4 separate regions of the Mus musculus genome follow, and all the other regions are linked to region 1. A link is a contact called in public Hi-C, HiChIP or PLAC-seq and promoter capture Hi-C data. All regions are on one chromosome and are shown on one strand. Each heading gives the region's core, a stretch centred on a gene start, on an enhancer-like site or on the middle of the called end of the contact. The rest is flanking DNA. Distances are from core to core; before and after follow the strand shown. Region 1 holds the start of Gfpt1 (glutamine fructose-6-phosphate transaminase 1). Region 2 holds the start of Tpra1 (transmembrane protein, adipocyte asscociated 1). Region 3 holds the start of Eefsec (eukaryotic elongation factor, selenocysteine-tRNA-specific). Region 4 holds the start of Rab7 (RAB7, member RAS oncogene family).

What was found. Promoter capture Hi-C pulls out the DNA fragments that hold promoters and counts their contacts. A called contact is a pair of places that touch in the nucleus more often than the background predicts. HiChIP or PLAC-seq counts read pairs in DNA pulled down with a chosen protein or histone mark.
Region 2: a contact with region 1 is called in a Hi-C map of CD8 T cells, with 9 times the contacts expected there. The contact joins the promoter of Tpra1 here to the promoter of Gfpt1 in region 1. A contact is called at or near these places in 1 of 39 promoter capture datasets (neutrophils) and 1 of 484 Hi-C or Micro-C datasets (CD8 T cells).
Region 3: a contact with region 1 is called in a promoter capture Hi-C map of liver, with 4 times the contacts expected there. The contact joins the promoter of Eefsec here to the promoter of Gfpt1 in region 1. A contact is called at or near these places in 4 of 39 promoter capture datasets (hippocampal neurons, liver and pre-B cells).
Region 4: a contact with region 1 is called in an H3K4me3 HiChIP or PLAC-seq map of bone marrow-derived macrophages, with 5 times the contacts expected there. The contact joins the promoter of Rab7 here to the promoter of Gfpt1 in region 1. A contact is called at or near these places in 4 of 39 promoter capture datasets (hippocampal neurons, liver, neutrophils and 1 more) and 2 of 115 datasets of contacts at active chromatin or transcription factors (bone marrow-derived macrophages and large pre-B cells).

What each region holds. Positions count from the first base shown.
Region 1 is chr6:87,040,986-87,044,408 of GRCm38.p6, forward strand. Gfpt1 (glutamine fructose-6-phosphate transaminase 1) reads left to right here and starts at 1,861. Exons shown (of 19, transcript NM_013528.3): 1 at 1,861-2,020. The coding sequence starts at 2,014.
Region 2 is chr6:88,900,752-88,904,174 of GRCm38.p6, forward strand. It overlaps Tpra1 (transmembrane protein, adipocyte asscociated 1), which reads left to right and starts at 1,500. Exons shown (of 12, transcript NM_011906.2): 1 at 1,500-1,779.
Region 3 is chr6:88,444,817-88,448,239 of GRCm38.p6, forward strand. Eefsec (eukaryotic elongation factor, selenocysteine-tRNA-specific) reads right to left here and starts at 1,723. Exons shown (of 7, transcript NM_023060.3): 1 at 1,390-1,723. The coding sequence starts at 1,663.
Region 4 is chr6:88,043,682-88,047,104 of GRCm38.p6, forward strand. It overlaps Rab7 (RAB7, member RAS oncogene family), which reads right to left and starts at 1,589. Exons shown (of 6, transcript NM_009005.3): 1 at 1,392-1,589.

The sequences.
Region 1 (3,423 bases), core at 611-3,110:
ATTTATTTTCTCCTCTGGGTTTATTTTTACAGGCCCAGAGAAGGCAGAGCTCTACACAGAGGAGGGGCAGTGTCTGAGCTGGCACATGGTTACAAAGCATTCTTTGTATGGTGGTTTAGTGAGCTTGTTCAAGGCTGGGCTGGAGAGCATTGGCCTTTAAAGTTTCCTTTCAGCTGGTGCTGAGCACCTACCCAGACAGCAGCAGAACGGAGATGGGTAAGATAAGGAACTGTGAGTCGGTAGGCACAGCTGAACAAAGTACTGTAGCTGAAACACTTTGCTGGTACTACTGCCATTTCCTTTGTGGCATCGACAGGTTTGCTGCCAGCAAACAAGGGAGGCAAGGCACCAGAACCACACTTCGGTTCTTGTGCAGTATCATTCAAGTCGCCTTCCAGGGGAGGGTCTCTAAGAGGTCCTCTAAGGAACATGTCACTGTGTTAGCTCTGCCAACGTAATCTAGGGACCTGTGTAATGGCTTGGAATAATGAAGAGCCTTTTAGATGAGAAATACTTCCTTGATTACTTTTTCTAGCCTCTATTTGAGATAGGCGATAAAAAAACTGAAAAGCCTTTGCTTCCTTGCACATACAAAGAGCTTAGGACAAGCCTATAAGGCTTTTATCACTCTTTCCAGCCACCAGAACAGTTTTAATTTGCCACGTATTGCTCTGGTCTATGACTAGGCAAGTGTTGGTTATTAAAAAAAAAAAAAGCCAACCAAACAAACAAACAAAAAAATCTCACTCTATCATAAAGGAACTTAACAGTTTAGTGGGGAGAGGAAAAAAACCACCTTTAATACAGAAGTCTGTTATAGCCGGGCGTGGTGGCGCACGCCTTTAATCCCAGCACTCGGGAGGCAGAGGCAGGCGGATTTCTGAGTTCGAGGCCAGCCTGGTCTACAGAGTGAGTTCCAGGACAGCCAGGGCTACACAGAGAAACCCTGTCTCAAAACAAACAAACAAACAAAAAACAAAACAAAAAACAAAAAACCAAAGAAGTCTGTTATTGTATGAGACAGATCAAAGGATGAGATGTTAAAACCATCTTGGGGAGACCTAAAGATGTCACACTTAAAAGTGGCAAGGATGTGATGTGGGACTCTGTAGAATAACCCTGGCGTGCAGTTTTGAATGCTGGAGCAGTAGGAAGGGGATTCTGGCTGAGAGTGCTTCTGTGGGCCCTACTCATTCATTTCCGTTAGAGCTATCAAGTGCGGGCTGATAACCAGCTACTTTTGCTCCAAGGTATTATTTAAACCTTCTGAAAGGGAACGCCCCGCTAACTCCTCTTTTCTCAACGGAGAGTTCATTCGCGACAAGAGCGATCCCGAGTACAACGTGCCCACAGCTTCCCTGAGCGCAGGCGCAGTGCTGGGACTACTGACTAGTGGTACCTTAGGCAGAGAACAGTGAGGAAGGCAGGGAGTGGGGCGCTGAGCACCTTGCCTACAGCTCAGGTCGTCACCGGAATGGCTGCCCGAGGGCGTCCTGCAGGCTCCCGCACCTCTGCGCCAGCAGCGCAGTTCCGGCCACCGTGGCTCTGCACACTGACACGTCTGTCCCAGGCTCTCCCTCCTGCCCTACAGCTTTTCTCTCTGTCTCCCTCCTTCCCGTTCCCCTTGAAACACACAAACTGCTGTGTAAACATTCCCTTCCTCCTCCTCCTCCGAGGCTCGGCTCGCCCTCAGCGGGCGGCTCCAGGAACCTAAAGCGGATGCTGGTCGAGCCCCTGCCACGTCGCTACCCGCAGCTCTGCGTCTGCGCGCTGGGCGGGCGATGCCTGCGCGTGAGCGGCGCGGGCGCGGCCCAATGGGAGAGCCGCGGCGGCGCGCGTGGCCGGGGGGGGCGGGGCGGCAGTTGAGAGCGAAGCGAGCGCTGAGTCGGACTGTCGGGTCTGAGCTGTCGCATCCCAGAGTCCTCTCATTGCCACCACCCCGGCCCGAGCTCACCCTCGCTTCTGAAGCTCTCCGCGCGCCCGACAGCTCAGCCCTCGCCCGTGACCAACATCATGTGCGGTAAGGGCAGCGATGGGGGTGTGTGGTGGCCGCAGGGCCCGCGCAGTGAAGCCAGAGGTGGACAGCGCGTGTCAACAGAGCGGCCTTGGGGCTGGGGTCCTGAAGAGAAGGGGGGCTTGTGGAGCGGGCATCCCGAGGAGATTGAGGGTCCTGAGGGGAGCCGGGATCTGGAAGGAGAAGGGTCTCTGGGGAGAAAGGCTGCTGTCCGTGAGGCAGGGACTCTAAGATGGGGATTCCGGTGTTGAAGGGGCGGCCGGAGCTAGTGTGCTTAAGAGGGACCGGCAGAGGAGATTGTGGGGGCCCTAGGAGTCAGAGGCTACTTAAAGGGGCTAGAGGATTGGGGGTGGGGTGGGCCAGGGAGGGTATCAGAGCGTTCAAGGGGCACCTTTGCATAGAGCTCAGAGGATAGATGAATACCTACCTTAGAAGAGCTGTGAGGCTCAAAGTGAGACCAAGTATGGAGGGATGCCTAGGGGAAGGTCCACCAGGTGAGTGAGGCGACCTGTGAACATGCTGTGTGGTACTGGGGGTTAAACTCATAAAGGCAGCTTGTCAAGTGAGTGAGTACTCTTTCCCTTAGCCACACCCCCCAAATCCCCTTTTTCTGTCTCTTTGTAACTGGGTCCCACTTGGTAGCCCAGGTTGGCCTGTAATTCACATTGCCCTGTCTCAGCCTTCCAAGTGTTGTGATTATAAGTATGAATGACCACTCCTGGCTGGTAGCATTTCTTGAATTTACTTATCTTGCAGTCTTAAAAATACTTAATTCTAGTCACTTTATTTTAGGCAGGCCTGCGAGAACTCAAGCCAACGCACTGACAGTGATACCCCACATGACTTCTGCCACTCTTAAGTCTCTCAACAGGAACCATTACTAAATCAATAACTTGATGAAATGGGCTCAGAGCTGATCTTGTTGGAAGAGAGAGTAGTAGTCCTGGCTAAAGATCCCACATCATGCATGTACACCTGTTTAACATATGTCTTTACTACAACCATTAAAAAAAACAGGCTCTTTTATTCCATATTTTAAGGCTTCTTATTTAGCTGGGCGGTGGTGGTACAACGCCTTTAATCCTAGCCCTCAGGAGACAGAGGCAGGTGGAAATCAGTGATTTTGAGTACAACCTGGTTCCAAGACAGCTGGAGCACAGTTACACAGAGAAACTCTGTCTTACCCCTCACCCCCGCCCCCCATTATCAAAAAGTGTTACTAAAAGATACCATGAGAATTATATATGATACCACTAATAATATTGTAAAATGGGAATGAGCCATTAGTAGTATTTAAAAAGTTATATTTTTACCTTTCCTTTTAAAACCGACAATGACCACTAGACTAAAGAGCGTTTGTTTCTTAGAAATAGTGTCCCACGCTGTCTCTCAAGCAGGTCTAGATCCCA
Region 2 (3,423 bases), core at 250-2,749, 1.9 Mb after region 1:
TTCAGAGACAGGGTTTCTCTGTGTAGCCCTGGCTGTCCTGGAACTCACTCTGTAGACCAGGCTGGCCTCGAACTCAGAAATTCGCCTGCCTCTGCCTCCCAAGTGCTGGGATTAAAGGTGTGTGAGACAATATTTCTGTCTCAGCCTCAAGAGCACTGGGATTACAAACATATCATCCCACCACACCCCGTTTGCTTAGTCCCTAGGCCCTTGTGATTGACAGTGGGGTTTGGGGACAGGTGCTGGAGAAAAGGCTTAGTGGTTATGAGCATGGTTAGAAGCCCTGAGTTCAATTCCTGTGGCCTTTTTGACACCTGGAGGTCAAGGAGGGCCTAGGACATGTATTTTGCTATTATTCCTAAACAGGGCACTGTATTCTCTTGGCAGGAAGTTGGGAGCTCTTGATGGTTTTCAGGGTGGCTGTTACAGACCTTGTAGGCGCAGGCAGGCACAGCCAGCTTCTGTGACTAAGACCAAAATGGACAAATGGGACTAACCTGGAAGTCTCAGGGATGCTAAGTCTCGGACCAATCACAAAGAGGCCCAGAGTCATTCCAGCCCCTGTGTGACCAGGACGGGGCAGTCCTGGGATCCTATAATAAACAGGTGCCTACATCTTTAACCAGCACTGAGGCACCTCTAAGGTGTTGCTGAGACACACTGCCCCCCCCCCCAATGCCTGAGGAAGGGGTAGGCAAGTCAATACCTACTCTTGAGGGAGAGCCCAGGAAGCTCTCTGTGAAGAGAGAATGTGAGAAGACAGGCCCGAGGTTGCATGCAGAGAAGCCCAAGGGCAGCCACAAGTTTGAAAATACATGGCCTATAGGGCAGATCCTGTGGCCGGCCAAAGGTGCACAGGTAAGCAGATGACCTGAGATGAGGCCTCCAAGTTGCCCTGGGGGTGTCCCACAGGGAGGGAAGGCGACAGACAGGAAAGACTGTCCCTCTGGAAGGCACCTGCTTAAGCAAGAGATCTGGTCTGGCCACTTCCTAGCTGGATGGCTTTGGACTTATTCCCTTAACCCCTTCAGGTTTCTTCTGCAAAACGCCACTAATAGCACCCAGCCTTCAGGGTGACTGAGACCAGGACTGGAGCCCTGTAAACGCCAGATCCCTTTGAAGTGGGCAAGCACAGGGCGTCCGAGGAAGGGATGCCCTTCCTTCCCTCCTTCCTAGTCCAGGTGACCAGAGGTCAGTATTTATGGGGCGCCGGTCCCTTAGGCGCCATCCTCAAAGACATAGGGCGACCCGGTCGGAGGACTGGAGCTGTCCGCAGAAAGATGCGGGGCAAAGGCACAGCGTGCTCAGTACGCTTCCCGAAACGCTTTAGGGGTAAGCTGTGCAGAAAAAAAATTCTCCCCTTTGAAGTTTCCGTCACCCACACTTTGCTTTGCTTCGACTGCAGTCCCTTTAAGAGCTCCGCGGGCCGCCTCGCCCATCTGAGGAATTTTATTGGTCTGTTCCACTCCTGTGGGTGGAATCCCGTTACGATAGGCTGCTGGAGGCCGAGGGGGCGGGGATGAGTGCCACAAACAGGGGTTGTGACTGTTTTCACAGTTTTGCTTAGACGAAAAACACTAGCCAAGGCGCCTGAGAGTCGCCGCTGCCAGGGGAGGACCGGGGAAGTCCGCGGGTCCCGTGAGTCCTGCGCGCTGGCGGCGTCCGGCCACCTCTGACCGATCCACGTAGCATCTCAGCTGCGGTTCTTGCGCGACGCTCCCCGGTTCTCGCTACCTCGCAGGGGTCGGAGTCCCGCGGCCTGCGCAGCCCTGCTCTCAGGTAAGCGCGGCCGAGTCCTCATCTCCTGCTCCGCCAAGCTAGCGAGGAGGCCCTGCCCCTGCTCCTTCTTCGGGTTCGGGCCTACCGTCTCCTTCTGTCCCCGTGCCACTTGGGGTACAGCCGCAAGACAACCTTTGAGAAGTTTCTGGGGACCCTAGCGGTCAGGACCGGATCCTGGATGGAGCTGGACACCCGCCGCTCCGGGTGCAGCCAGAGCTCAGCGGCAGCCGGAAAGACCAGCCCATGCTCTGCCTCTGCCTTCCTGGCCTTGCGGAAGGAAGGGCAACTCCACTTAGCTCCGTAGCGAGGAGGGGGTGGTGGGGTCTGGGGTCCAGACACCCCCAATCCTTGTCCAGCCTGGTTGCATTGTGCTGGAAATGTGTGCGCGTCATAGCATTTTTTTGAGATCTTACCTGTTCTAGAGGGTTGGGTCACAAGACCTAGGACAGACAAGACACACAAGCATGTAAATACACCTGCTGCCGATGGAGTCCCAGTTCTATAAACAGCACACCAAAGAACTGGGTGGTGGTGGAGGAATCGGGAGGTGGAGGCAGGGGGGAAATCAGAAGTTCAAGACCTGCCTTGGCTTTTTGCAGAGTTGGAGGCTAGCCTGGGCCCAATGAGACCCTATCTTTAAAAACAATCATTGAAAGAACAACAGCCAGGTGGGCTAGATAAAGTCCACTTAGAGGGGGAGGTAATGAGTCAAATGATGGGATCAAGCTGCGGGTAAGCAAACACAAAGGCCCCTGAGGTAGGGGAGATATAAGTTGGTGGCTAAAGAAGGGCAAGAAGGATTGTCAGGAGGCAGAGGGCAGGTCACCTGGACCATCCCTTCTTCCTGTTGTCCACAGTGGCCTCTTAGGACACAATCTCTCCTCTATCACTGAGGCTGACAGATTCAGAGAGGCATGGAACTTAGCCTCTATCCTCTGGGGATTTCCTATGCTGCTCTGCAGCTAGATTTAGAGGCTTAGCAGCCTAGGAGGGAAGGGAGAGAACTTTGGGGGGCTGCTTGCACTGCTACCTTCTACTGGGTAGGAATCCCATAAAAGAACTCAGAAGGTTTGGGCAATCCCATTGCACAGATGGGAAAGACAAGCTCTCTCAACCTCTCCCAGGGCAGGGAGAGAAGGCCCTTGGGGAGGTGTCTGGGGTGTCCGAACAGGTCCCACCTAGGCCCAACAAGCTAGCCACAGAGGGTAGGAGGAAGGCGAGGCTTGAGTCGTGGGCAGGAGCCTGGCCTCTGGAGAATGCGCTGAGGTCAGAGCTGCCCTTTCAGGTTCACGGGTGGAAGAAACCTTACCTCAGTTCCCCCGGTCTCCAGAGGCCTGGGCTCCTCCATGATGCTCTGTTGCTCCTTCAAGATGTCATAGCTCTTCTTTGTCCCAGTCTGCCCCCTCTCCTTCCTCTTTTCCCTGGTGGGCCAGCTCCTTTCACTTCTCTATCATTGCATGTGCCCAAGGCCAGAAGATCTGGGGGAGAAGCCCTGGGCCCTAGGATAGAGGGTGGGGTCTGTGGATCCCCTGGGCCATGCCTGCTCCTCCTTTGATTGGGGTCCTGATGGTGCTTGTCCAGTGTACCTAGGAAGGAAGCACAGGGCATGGAGGCTGTGCACTGGAAGAGTGTCTAATGTGTTTG
Region 3 (3,423 bases), core at 473-2,972, 1.4 Mb after region 1:
TGAGGGACATGCCAACCCCACTTTCTAGTTTCTACCCTGTAGTGTTCCATCTCCAATTTACACTAGCTTAGAGTACATTTCCTAAAATGTATTTGAACACAACCAGTCAGAATTTAGTGGGAGTTTTCAGTTTAGTTTACTGTGTGGCCCTTGATAGTCTTTAATGAGTGAATCCTGAACTCAATAGATACTGTGCAGGAGAGTAACTCTGGCAGGTAAGCCTCCATTTCCACTTCAGTGAAACAAGGAAACAGTCTTAGGCTGCCTGCAGCACAGAGAAAGGGAGGCCACACAGCTGGAATGACCCACCTGCCCCATATACATGCTTCCAGGCTTACAGCACACTGCTGGAAAGAAACCCAGGGCAAGCGGAGAAGCAGGAAATGGGTCACTGGAGCTACAGCAGGTAGACTCAGCCACACCTCCTTTTGTGCTGGGTGCTTACAAACAGGTTATGGGGTTCTGTTCTTAGATTTAAGTGTAGTTAAATGGGTTTGCAAAAGGAATTTAAAAAGACATAGCAACAGTTTCCTGTAGACGAATGGGAGGGGTCACGCTGAGCAAGGAAGGGAGGTTACAAGACCTTTTATTTATAATGGCCTATTCCTAAGTGGCCTGTAATTAAAGACTAATTAAGTGGTACAGATCCTAGAAGCAGATTTTAGCAGTGCCCATCATGACTGAAAACACGCAGGCCCTTTGCCTTAGCTAGTTCACACATAACTTATCCTGTTACACTAGTGCACATCCCAAAACCTTCTGGGCTAGAGTTATTCACTGCATTATGAATAGCAGCCAACTCTGGGAAAGTCACGAGGGTCAGTCAAGAAAATGTTGGTATAAAAGTACAAAGGAACTTTATGTGTAGATATAGTCTCCAGACAGTGATGGTTTGTGTATAAAGGGGACTGGGGGATGAGATCCTGAGAGAGCCTAGAGCACTTGCCTCTTATCAAGGCACTAGGCTCTACCCACTACCCCAACCGACCACAAGTAGTACAACAGAAGGAAAAAAACAGGATCTTTCATTTCTGCACCTTGTCTGCGTTTCTGTGTATGTTTCCTGAAACCATCCATACACACAGGAAACTGAGAGCAGTGTTTGGGACAGAGAACCAGGAGACCAAAGGACAGGTACGTGGTGACTTTTTTTTTTTTTTTTTTTGAAACTTGTATACACCCTTTTTGCAGGGTTTGTTTCTTTGGATCATTTTTCTAGGAAAGCATCTCGGTGCACGGCAGTGAAGGTGAGAACTGTGTCCGCGTCTGCGGGCTGTGAGTTCGAGACCACAAGCCTTCCGGGCTGGTGGCCAGGCCTAGGCTGTCAGGCCGCCATCCATCCCGCGAGCTCGGACCCCGAGCCCGGCTCCCGCCCCGGCCCGCGCTCACCGCCAATGATGGTCCGGATGAGGGAGGCGTGCCCGGGGCAGTCGACCAGTGTGACCTGCAGCAGCGTGTCGCTAGAACCGGGTTCTGCCCCCGGCAGCGGCACGACAAAACAGGAGAAGCCCAGGTCGAGCGTTATGCCGCGCTCGCGGCTCTGCGGCTGCTTGTCGAAGGCAGCAGTGGAGGCCGTGGTGCTCAGCGCGCGCGCCAGCGCTGTTTTGCCACTGTCGATGTGACCCAGCACGCCCACATTCACATTTACCCGCCGGCCGGCCATCCCGCCGCTGCCTCTCACGCCGTCGCCTGAGCGCCAGCCCCGCGGTCCGCCTGCTAAGCCGCACCCCCCCGCAACCCGCGCTGAGCGCACCGGTTCCGGCACGGAAGCTTCCGCCCTCGGGCGCCCACAGCCCTATGGCAGAGCGCACACAGGGCGGGACAAGAGCCGGCCTGCTACCTGGGTTTGCTGTCATCCGGCTCCCCACGCCACAAAGTCTCGCCAGTCTGAGATTAGGGATTCCTCCTTCCATCCATTCATCCATCCATGCATCCATCCATCCATCTCACCATCTATCCATCCATTCTTCCTTCCCTCCCTCCTTTCATCATTCCACTCACCCAGTCCATCCACACATCCCTTCCTCTATCCCTCCATACACACTCATCCATCCGTCCATTCATTTCTGTCAGCCTTTATTTTTTTGTTTGTTTGTTTGTTTGTTTTTTGTTTTTTTCAAGACAGGGTTTCTCTGTATAGTCTTGGCTGTCCTGGAACTCACTTTGTAGACCAGGCTGGCCTTGAACTCAGAAATCCGCCTGTCTCTGCCTCCCAAGTGCGCCACCACCGCCCGGCTGTCAGCCTTTATTAAGTGCAGACTGTATACACTTTACTGGGATGTGGTGATCGACATTATTTGCTGTGAAAACAGGAGTAAGTAAAACCCAAGACCAGTTGCCAAGCCAGACTATCTGGAAAGGACAGAGATGGGAAGGCGGGGAGCCTAGTGAGGAAGATACCCTCAAGGACTGTCACTAGACGTCCAGTGCAGACTGAGAATTGACCATCAGAAACCTGGAAGCACTGTGAAAAGAGGAAGAGGTCCTCGTTGATTCAGGGGAGGGGAGGTGGGGGTGGGGACGGGACAAAAACCTCACTTTGAAGTCTAGGCTGCCATGAGGAGCTGCAACTTAACTGTTGTGTATGAACTTGAATGTGTCGTGAGTGCTATACCAACCAGCCTCTGTAACCCCCTTCAGGCATTGAAAGGTGCCTAGAACCATGAAAGAGGTCACAAGCCTAAGTGGTTGCTCTGGCAAAGGATAAAAGCCTAGGAAAAGAAGGGACTTGGGGCCTCACAGGGGAGGAATGGCACTGGAGAGCTGAATGGCACTGCTCTCATGTAAAGGGGGTGGGGCTTGCTGGCCCAACATTCCCAGCCTTCCTTTTTCTAGGGCAGGAGGGGTTGCGGTTTGCAAGTGAATTGGTTTACACGGGCTTGTGTGCTAAATGCTTGGGCCCCAGCTGGTGGTCTGTCTTATGAGATGAAGCTTAGCAGAAGGCAGTAGTCGCTTCCTGTCCACCATGAAATGAGTAGTTCAGTCAGGCTGCTCCGTTCTGCTGTCACCAGGACAATATACTGCTGTGCTGCCACAGGCTAGGGGGATCAAGCCCAAGAGACCATGCACTGAAATCTCTAAAACCATGAAGTCAAACTAAAGTCTCTTTCTCTCTTTGTCTGTGTAGCTGTTTCATCACAATGATGCAGCCTAACATAAAGCCTGACTTCAGAGTGCTGACAAATATTTTAGCCTTTGTTGATAAAAAATTCCCTCCTGAGGGGAGTAGCAAATGACATCTACCCACTCTTCCTAAGGTTCCAAGGACAAACCAAAAAGGCAGTACGACAACAATTCTTCTTAGGATTGAGTTTATCCGGCTTACTTATAAACATGGGTGAGAGGTAAGGAGTGTTGACGACCACAGAGCAGCTGCACTGGAAAGTTTTCTCATAGCATAAACTATGGCTTCCCCTCTTTCTT
Region 4 (3,423 bases), core at 339-2,838, 1.0 Mb after region 1:
CCCAAATGAAGGTGCCAGCCACTTGTCTTCTCCAGCCTCTGCTCACACATGACAGTGCACTGGACGAAGTGGCATCTAATTCCCCTCGAGGGAGGACAAAAATATCATACAACAAAAAGGGAATCACGTTTAGCGATTCCTCTTCTAAACTCATTACATAGGTTTACAGCCCGTAAGTATACCAGGCCGGGTAGCAAACTAAACTATTGACAACCAAGGACACCAAACTTTAGTCTGGCCAGCTTCAGAAGTAGTTATAATTCACTTTCCAGTTCTTACACTCAATTCTGATCCAATATTACCAAGATCGAAGAGAAATATGCCAACAAGAGATTTTATTAACTCAATCATGTGGGTATCAGTTGCTGAAGTCACAAGAAAGAGACAAGAGTTTATTCTTTGGAAAACCAAAAACACAAGATTTTCAACGGTGAAGAGTCAACAGGTTAGGTTGTTGTAGAAATTCTTGTAGAAAGGTGCACACAGTAGGCATGCCAGACCTGACTCAAGGAAAAGAGCTGGCTAAGAAACCTATTCAAATCCAATACATACCTTGCCAGAATTCAAGATCTTCTGGTTTGATGACACTACACTACCTTATATGCCTTGTAATATGCCTTGTAAGTCACAAGTACAAATACAACATGGCTTTAAGGTAGGACTAAGAGGCTCTCAAATGACATCACTAGACAGGAGGTGGAGGGGGGTGCTGATGGCAGATAACAGGTGGCAGGCTTTGGGGGCATCTAAAGTACAAGAGGCCAGAGGCCAGTAAGTGCTAAGTAGTCTAGCTGCCTATGTTTCAACCTCTCACTCTGAAATTTATCAGCGGTGTGACCTTGGTCGAGTGCCTTAGCCTCTCTGTTCTTCGCTTTCTCTGTAAGTAGGCACTGCCTCGGTGCTTCGGAGGGGCTGTTGGGAGAACAGGGCAATTTGTGCGGTCTTGCCACGCAGCCCAGCAGCCGAGAAATCTCAAATCTTCACAACCTTACTCTCAACATCGGCACGATTATGAGCCAGGAGGACATCAGGCCATTTGAAAGGCACTCGGGAGGTCCTTCTTCCCGGAACTTCGGAAACGGGATTTACCCTGCAGGACCCTGAAAGCTCCTGTCTCCCAGTGCCGGCGGCGGGCCGGGGCATGTGACGCGCCTGGCAGCACTGCCTCGGTGGCCGGCCGGCCGGTAGCTCTTCCCACCCAGCAGGTTGCCGGTGGGGACGCGCCCAGCCCGAGGATCCCGTACCCGCCACCCACCGATCGCCGATCGCCCTCCGCCCGCCGGGCGCCGCCCCGCCTGGCCCGGCCCAGCTCGGCGCTCGGCTCGCCGAGGACGCCAGGCCCGGAGGCCCAAGCGGCGGCGGGGGAAGGGCGGCCGGGGCCCGCTGCTCACCGCAGGGTCAACGGAGGAGGAGACACAACGCAGGCCGCAACAGAGACGTCCGATTCCGGCTCCAGCAGGCTCCTCGGAGCTGCCCGGCCCCAAACACCGCCGCCAACGCCGCCGCCTTGGGCTTTATGGTCAAAGCTCCGGCCTTGCTTCCACTTCCGCCACCGCCGCCGCCCCGAGCGGAAGTGTCTGTCACGAGACGCCCGACGCCAGGGTTGGAGGGAGGAGCCCCACCTCCACCTTGCGTCACGTTCCGGTCGCGTCAGGCCCTAGCCTGGCATCTGGGGCTTAAATATGGCCGTTTCTAGATGGGGGCTGCCATCTTTGAAGGCTGTGCAGAAGCTGGAGCGCACCATATTGGGCCAAGAACTGATAATGCAGTGGTGTCCCCCCCCCTCATCCCACCCCGCTCCTATAAACAGAGCTAAAGGAGGGAGAGTCACTTGGTCTTTCCAGAGTGTCCCCCTCTGGAACACGCTAGTCAGTCAGCCATGTATCAGGCAGGGTATAGTCTAGGGTCTTCTGAGTCCACTGGGTACAATCTCTAATGTGGATGGAAATGATCAGTTACAGTGTCCCCAGTGTTGGAGACCCAGTGATGAAATAGGAGCTACCTGTGCAGGGCAGATGGTTCAGGAAAATGGAAAGAGAGCTAAGGAGTTGCTGAACTGAAGAGACATGAGGCTGATTTTAGTGTCACGCCCACCAAAACTAAAACAAAGGCCTAATCCATCAAAGTCCATATCTTTCTGGGGAAGTCTCAAAATGTACTAACCTTGCTTTTTAGCTTCTGTAGTTCTGTTTATGGCTGACAGTTCTTGTTAACTGAAGTATGTCAACCCAGAACATGTTTTTTTGTGTGCTTAAAAGCTCACCCTGAGAAAGACTCAGGTTGTCCTGGGGTATTGAACACCCAGTGCAGTAACCAGCTGCCATTTCTTAGCTTAAACCCATATCTGAGTAGTCTTTTCTGGTGAATACCCCACAACACTAGTACATGTTCTAGCATATAAGGAATAGAGAAGGTTTGTAGGTCCTAAGGAATAGGGGAAAACAAGACCTTTCTGCCAAGATCCTCACCATTTGATATAATAGACACACACACAGGAGTTTGCTCAGTTTCAATCATTAGTTAATTATTACTTGGCCATTTGACTGAATACTTTGAAACTAAGATATGAACAAAGGAAGTCTATGTATATTCATATGCAAAGTGAAATCTTCAAGAAATATGAAGTGACAAAGTAGGGTGCAAAGATGTATATGTGACAGTTCTTGGTTCTTGTTGGGGAAAAAAAAAACACATACTTGCTGGGTACAAATTTCAGCAACTAGTTATCTGGGTTATCTATTAAAATTTGACCGGATAGTAGGACCCATATGAATCTGGTGGTCCAGTCAGACTTTCCACAGTTGTAGGGATGCAGGAAGCTGGTTCAGGCCCTGTCTCTCTACCTCATGTTGGATATAGCATCAGCCTCCACATGGCAGATAGACCAGCAGTTTGGAAGCAAAGCTGCATGTGGCTAAGAGCAGTGATACACTAGACCCAAGGAGGAAAGTGGGAGACAACTATGAGGCCCAACAGGAACTGTGTCTGCTTTTCATCTCTTCTGACTTTAGTTCCCCTAGAGTAACTCACAGAGCAGCCAATGCCCTATTCTAACCTCCACGGGCACTGCATGCACAAGTTGTCTTTATATACACATTTAGGCAAATCACTCATACAAGTAAAAAAAAGGGGGTATGGGGGTGGATAAAACTAGATAGAAAGTGGATAGGTATGGTGGCTCATGTCTTTAATCCTAGTACTCAGCAGGCAGAGGCTGGTAGATCTCTGTGAGTTCAAAGCCAGTCTAGTCAACAAAGTGATTTCAAGGTCAGCCAGGGGTACTTAGAGAGACCCTGTCTCAAAACAAACAAACAGCTTGGTGTGGTGGTGCACACCTTTAATCCCAGCACTCGGGAGGCAGAGGCAGGCGGATTTCTGAGTTCGAGGCTAGCCTGGTCTACAAAGTGAGTTCTAGGACAGCCA